Linked DNA regions of Macaca mulatta: region 1 is linked to region 2. The links are chromatin contacts, called in public Hi-C maps. All regions are on one chromosome and are shown on one strand. Each heading gives the region's core, a stretch centred on a gene start, on an enhancer-like site or on the middle of the called end of the contact. The rest is flanking DNA. Distances are from core to core; before and after follow the strand shown. Region 1 holds the start of NR4A3 (nuclear receptor subfamily 4 group A member 3). Region 2 holds the start of STX17 (syntaxin 17).

Region 1 (3,027 bases), core at 332-2,831, 87 kb after region 2:
TCTTCGCTCTGGAGAATCTGGACGCATAAATAAATAAAAGACAATCTCCAAGAACGTTTTTGGAAATCAAGGGACAAATGCGTTCTTCCTCGCCTCTGCCCCGAGGCTTCCAACAGTTTGGATAGGTGCCTTTGGAAGTGAGTCTCCGCAGACCGCGCTCGCATGACCGCTTTCGTCTCACCACCGAGAACTTTCCTTTCTACTAATAGTAAAACACTCGGAGCAACTTCTCCAAAAGCGCGAGTTCTGTCAGTGAAAAAGTAAAGCATGCCTTTCCCACACCGAACCAAGGTCCGGAGGAGAGGGACACCGTCCCCACACGTGTCAGCGCGCGGGAGTCGCCAATTACACCCGATTTACCTCCTAAGGGAAAAGTGTAAACCGGCATGTCAGCGACGCCAGGCAGACGTGCCTAGTGGAACCCCAGGCTCATTTCAATACAATAAGCCACATTCCTACAATTACGCCCTCTTTCCTGAGGTCCTCCGAGTGCCTCTGCAAACTCTGACCACGGCTGCCTAGGCCTTTCCCTCCCAAGCTTCCTTCCAGAGAACCAGCTCGGTGCCACCATTAGGAACATTTTCTTGGACCCACCAGAGCTCCTATTTTCAATCCTACTTAAAAGGCAGGAAAATTACTGCCGTTCATCACCGGAGCTGCAACTCCCTGCCGCTGCCGCCGCCGCCGCCGAGAGCATCATTACCATGACAACTAGAGCCGAAATACCCTGAATTACATCGCTGGAGCCGCTATAGCACAAATCCCGGTCCTCCTCTTTGTTAGAGGCTTTTCGCCTCTTCGAGTGGGGGAGGAATCCCACGAGCTCCAGAGATCCCCGCGGGCCCACTACAGGGGAAAAGTTTCAGATCAGAACCTATGGGCCGCTGGGCTAGCAAAGCCGGAGCCGGGCGGCAAGGTCGGGGAGGAAACCCCACACTCAAAGTTGTCAATTTCAGGAGCGACGCTTCCCAGCAAGCCAACTTTTTTAGCAAGTCCCCTTATTAACTGGGCGAATCTCATACGTACTTGAGTGCTGTGGCGGTTCCGTCTTTAGAGCGAGTTTCTAGAGAGCTGTCCCGAAATCTGCACTGGTGGGGAGTCACAGCTGCTGTCCCGGAAGGGCTGCGGTGTACAAGCCCAGCGGCTCCCGGAGGCGGTGAGCGGCTGGTAGGGGATGCTGCGATCCCGACTCATGGGAGAGCACAGCCGAGAGGTTCCGCGGGCGTCCTGGCTCGGGCTGTGACCAGGGGGGAGGATGCCGCCGCTGTTCCCACCTCCACGGCCACTGCCGGCACCGTCAGCGTTGCAAAGTGAGCCCGGGAGGGGCGTCCGGCTGCGGCGCCGCGCTGCACCAGCAAGGGCTCAGGTCAAGAGGGGTGTGAGCGCGCGGGAGAGCGAAGTGTGTGTGCGGAGCGTGTGTGCGCGCTTGTGTCTGTGTGTGCGAGTGAGGGAGCGGGTGTGAGCGCGTCTGTGTATGGGGAGCGGAGGAGGAGCAGGAGCTGGAGGGGTGGGGGGCGGGAGGCAGGAGACTCCGCTCTCCCGGCTGCGCGTTCGCTCGCTCTCTCGGCACGTCATTTATGCCACAGGAGCCCTAGCGGCCTCTCCATAGAGTGCCTGGAATGCGAGACGTCAATGTGACGCCATGGGACGCTACGTCACCCTCCTCCTCCCTCCCCTGGCCCAGCCGGTTCCGCGTGTGCGAGGGAGGGTGTGTGTGTTCGTGTGCGCGCGCGCGCGCGTTTCTCGGCCAGTCGCACGGCCGCACAATGGAAACTCCGCCGCACAGCCGACCAGGGGCTTCTCGGACCCGCGGTGCCAGCCCTTTTGCAGCGGAACCGCTCGCCAGGGCGTGCGTCTGCGGGAGGGTGCAGCGGCCTGCCCATGGGTCAGGCGGGACCGCCCAGCTGTCAGGCTCGGGTGGAGTAGAGTTGGAGGAGTGCTGCTGGCGCGCCTCCGAGGCTGCCCCGAGGCACGGAGCCAGGGCGAGGGGGGTAAGGGAGAGGACAGCTCTTCCGAAAGGGAAGGCTCCGCCAGCCAGCTTCTGACCAGCTTCAGTGACCTGGCAGCCGGTGCAGAAGGCGTCTGGCACCAGCCCGAAGACGCCCTGAGGTGCAGCTGCACTTTCCTCATGCAAAGGCTCTAAAGCTGTTTACGTCTCTCCGGTCCTCTGCGCCCAGGCTAATCCTCCCTCCCCGCATCATTTACTGGGTGCGTGTTTCACACAGGGATACAGATAGTTCCGGGGATAAGGTTTGATTTCTTTACACGTACGGCGTGGGTTTCTTAACTGGACACGTTATAACCCAGCGAAGTGCACATCCATCATCCACACGCGCGCTGCAGCAGAAACTACTCAATGTGTATAAAACAAACACACACGTGTTGAACAGCTGAGCGGGTCTGACTACTGCAAATCATTCCTCCTCCCCAGCACCGGGTCAGAAATGGAACTCTCAACTAGCACTTTCACTTTTTGATGGTTGTAGATGCCCTCCGCCCACATCTCCCAAATTAAACATTTCGAAATCAATCAACAGGATTTATTAGTCAGTCCCTCGCTAGGGGATTTGCTTTGGTCTCCTGGGACACATTTGTCATGAAATGGTGTGCCGATAGCCTGGGTGACTGTATGAGGGAAAGCAATTTCTTCCTGGAAATGATAGATTTAAGTGTAAATTTCCTGATGAAAACAAAATTTATCAGAGTTAAAGATCCCTAGTCCCAAAGGTTGCTGCTGAGTGAACGCAACCTCTTTCAGAAATGAATTTTTGGAGAGGAGAAAATATTTCAGTGAAACAATGCAGATAGAGTGGTCCCCATGTGGTCCTCTTGAATCACAAATACCATTTTATATATTTGACCTGTCCCAATTTGTGTGTGTGTGGCGGGGGCGGTGGCGGGGGGGGTGGTGCGCCGAGGGGAGATAAAGGATTCCTTCGTAGACAGCGCACGTTTCAGAATCGAAGGTTCGAGCTAGGACAAGAAACTTGAAGACAAACTACATATAGGTAAATATGGCATGTATAT
Region 2 (2,938 bases), core at 216-2,715:
TACGCTCATATGATGAACTGAGAAGGGCACACACACTTTTGTGTTCTTAACAAAAAAGCATAGCCTTAATCTACTCATGAGAGAACACTGGACAAACCCCATTTGAGGGGCACTCTACAAAATAACTGACCAGCATTCTTCAAAAGCGTAAAGATCAGAAAGAGTATAAAGACTGAAAAAGACTATCAATGTAAAGACAGGAAAAGACTGAGGAACTGTCACAGACTGGAGAAGACCAAGGACCCAAGACAACTAACTGCAATGTCGGGTCTTAGAGTAGATCCTGGAATAGAAAGAGGACATTAATACAGGAAAAAAAAAAATCACAAGTCAGTAATTCGGTTAATAGTATTATACTAATACTAACTTCCTGCTTTTGATAATTGCGCTATGGTATCTAAAAAATTATTAATGGAAGCAATAGGGAACTCTGTACTACTTTTGAAACTTTTCTGTAATTGTAAAATTATTTCAAAATAAAAAGGTTTTTTTATGTATAAGAAGATGTTTCACGTAAGACAGGTAGAAACATTTAGAAGTCAAAGAACTGCAATGGTATTCACTGCATTAATACTTGGAGAGAGGGGTGCCAGGACTGTGCCAGGTGCTTTACAAACTTTATCATGTAGTGCTTACAACTAATATGAGATGGGTACCATAATACTTATGTTTCCCAGTAAGTTACTTGGGAGGTTATTAATAAGTGAAAGACCCCATTTCTCAGAAAACCCAGCCCCCAAAAGTGACGAACACCTTCCATCGGCTCAGAGGTCCCACTTTTCGGGATACTGGTGGCGCCCGATTTCTTCGGGCCCGCCGCTTTGGGTTTCTGAGTTATGGAAGAGACAGTGAATTTGGAGAGAAAAGTCAATGTGAGGTCTCCTCTCTGAACCTCAGATAGCTAAAAGGAGGGAGCCAAGGGGTGGGACCTTCTGCGAACCACCTCTGGGTCTGGTGAGCAGGGGCTTTCGGCCTCTCGCTCCCTGTCCACTCCCCACTACCCTCGAGCGTCGCGTCATTCCTCGCAGTGTCACCCACAGCACACCTGGGCCACACACAACAAACGCCCCCACCAGCGAACGGATGCGCGGGTCTGTCCCGGAACCCAGACGCCAGCGACCCTGGCGACCCGAGGCCTACAGCGCGCCAGAGACAGGACGCGCGTCGGAAACTTTTCCACCCTGCGACCCCGGAAGGCCGTCCCGCTCGCATCCTCTGCGGCCTCCCTATACCAGTTTCTAATAAAGCTTCCAAAAACGAAACCGAGAGAGGCTCCGCCACTTCTGAAAGACAGGAGCAGCCACCATGGGGCTCGCACTTCTGATCCAATGCCCCACTTGCCTCCCAGCGCCTCTTGCGCGCGCCACGGGGCGCCCGGCCCACCAAGCCTATCAGGGCCCGACGCCCCCAGAGGCGGCCTCCAGAGAGCCCCTTACCTCCCGCCGTGGCGCTCGAGGCCGGTCGGTGCGCACGGCGCAGGCGCAGGAGCGACGGGGCGGGGCATCGCGAGGGGTGGGCTGGGCTAGGCCCCGCCCCCTCCCCGTCCCGCGAGGCAGCCGGGTGGGGTGCGGGGGACGCGCAGGTGAGTACAAATGCGGACGCCGCTCTGAACAGCGAAAGCCTTTTTCAAAAGTGATTTTGATTTACATTATGGGGTTGTGACTCGAGCCAAGAGGAGAGAGACGCACAAACCCTCTTCAGGTCTGCTTGTTGTGTTCAAGACAATTCATGCTTGTATGGCCGACTGCATTTTGCAGTTTTCCTGTCTATTTTCCTCTGTTCTTCCTAGAATTTTATTTGCGGGTTGGGCATGTATTCTTAGCTCTGTTTTGAAACTGAAGCTCAGAAAGGTTTTGCCTCCCCATCCCATCCCCAAAAACCCTGTGAAGTGGACAGGGCAGGAGTGCCATCTTAATTGCAACAGGTGCAAAAATTAAAGCTCAGTCAGTTGTGGTTTCCTCCAAAAACTGGTGGAGGGCTTAAGGTAAACGTCTTTATCCCGATTTTATAGATTATGACTCTGGGGTTTAACAAAGAGTTTTAAGTGACTCATTCCAGTTTAGCCAGCTTATGACAGAGCTGGAACTCCAACTGTGTGTCCTAATTTCCTTCCCAAGTTATTCCAGTTAGACCAGCTGCTACCACATGAACAAGCAGGTGACCGGCTTTGAAGCCTTGTCCAAGTCACAGGTCTTCCTCTCTTCATGGCCTAACTTCCAGATCCAGCCGTTTTTAAAAGATGTCTGTAAATATTCAGATGACGTGCTTAGAATGTATTCACTAATGGTATTGTCTCAGAAGTGATCAGGATGTTCAAACCACAGTTAAGGAAACTCAGTTCTTAGGGTCTTCCAGTAGAATTGGAGGTAGAAATTGTGGACCAGGGAAGATTAGGGGCCCGTAGATCCTTTAAAAAGCCTTGAAAGACAATTTCTAAAACAAAGCACCAAATCTACCAAGCAATTTGGATTTTCTTTGGGAACATAATGTATGCTGATGTTTGTTTTACAATGAGCCCCAGAATGTGTTTATCAAATTTTGATTCTAAGGAGAAAAATTAAAGTATTAGTCAATACCATGAGAAAATGATGTTTATGCAAGGATCAGTGAAATAAGACCTTCTGAAATGAAAGATAATTTGTGTTAAGTTCTGAAGAACTTCCTCAGGTACAAAATCGGGAGGTGTGGTACTCAAAGATTCTAAATTTGGACCTGGACTTCTAAGTTGCTATGTGTATGTTTGCTATAAGTTAGATGTGTCAAAGTAGTAGGATAAAACTTTTTTTTTTTTTTTTTTTTTTGAAACAGAGGCTTGCTCTGTCGCCCAGACTGGAGTGCAGTGGCGTGATCTCAGCTCACTGCAACCTCCACCTCCCAGATTCAAGCGATTCTCCTGCGTCAGCCTCCTGAGTAGCTGGGACTACGGGCGCCTGCCACC

What was found. A called contact is a pair of places that touch in the nucleus more often than the background predicts.
Region 1: a contact with region 2 is called in a Hi-C map of blood, with 6 times the contacts expected there. The contact joins the promoter of NR4A3 here to the promoter of STX17 in region 2. A contact is called at or near these places in 3 of 14 Hi-C or Micro-C datasets (CD4 T cells, blood and cortical neurons).

What each region holds. Positions count from the first base shown.
Region 1 is chr15:58,583,661-58,586,687 of T2T-MMU8v2.0, forward strand. It overlaps NR4A3 (nuclear receptor subfamily 4 group A member 3), which reads right to left and starts at 1,582. Exons shown (of 9, transcript XM_077965653.1): 1 at 1,027-1,582.
Region 2 is chr15:58,497,079-58,500,016 of T2T-MMU8v2.0, forward strand. STX17 (syntaxin 17) reads right to left here and starts at 1,466. Exons shown (of 9, transcript NM_001194798.2): 1 at 1,437-1,466.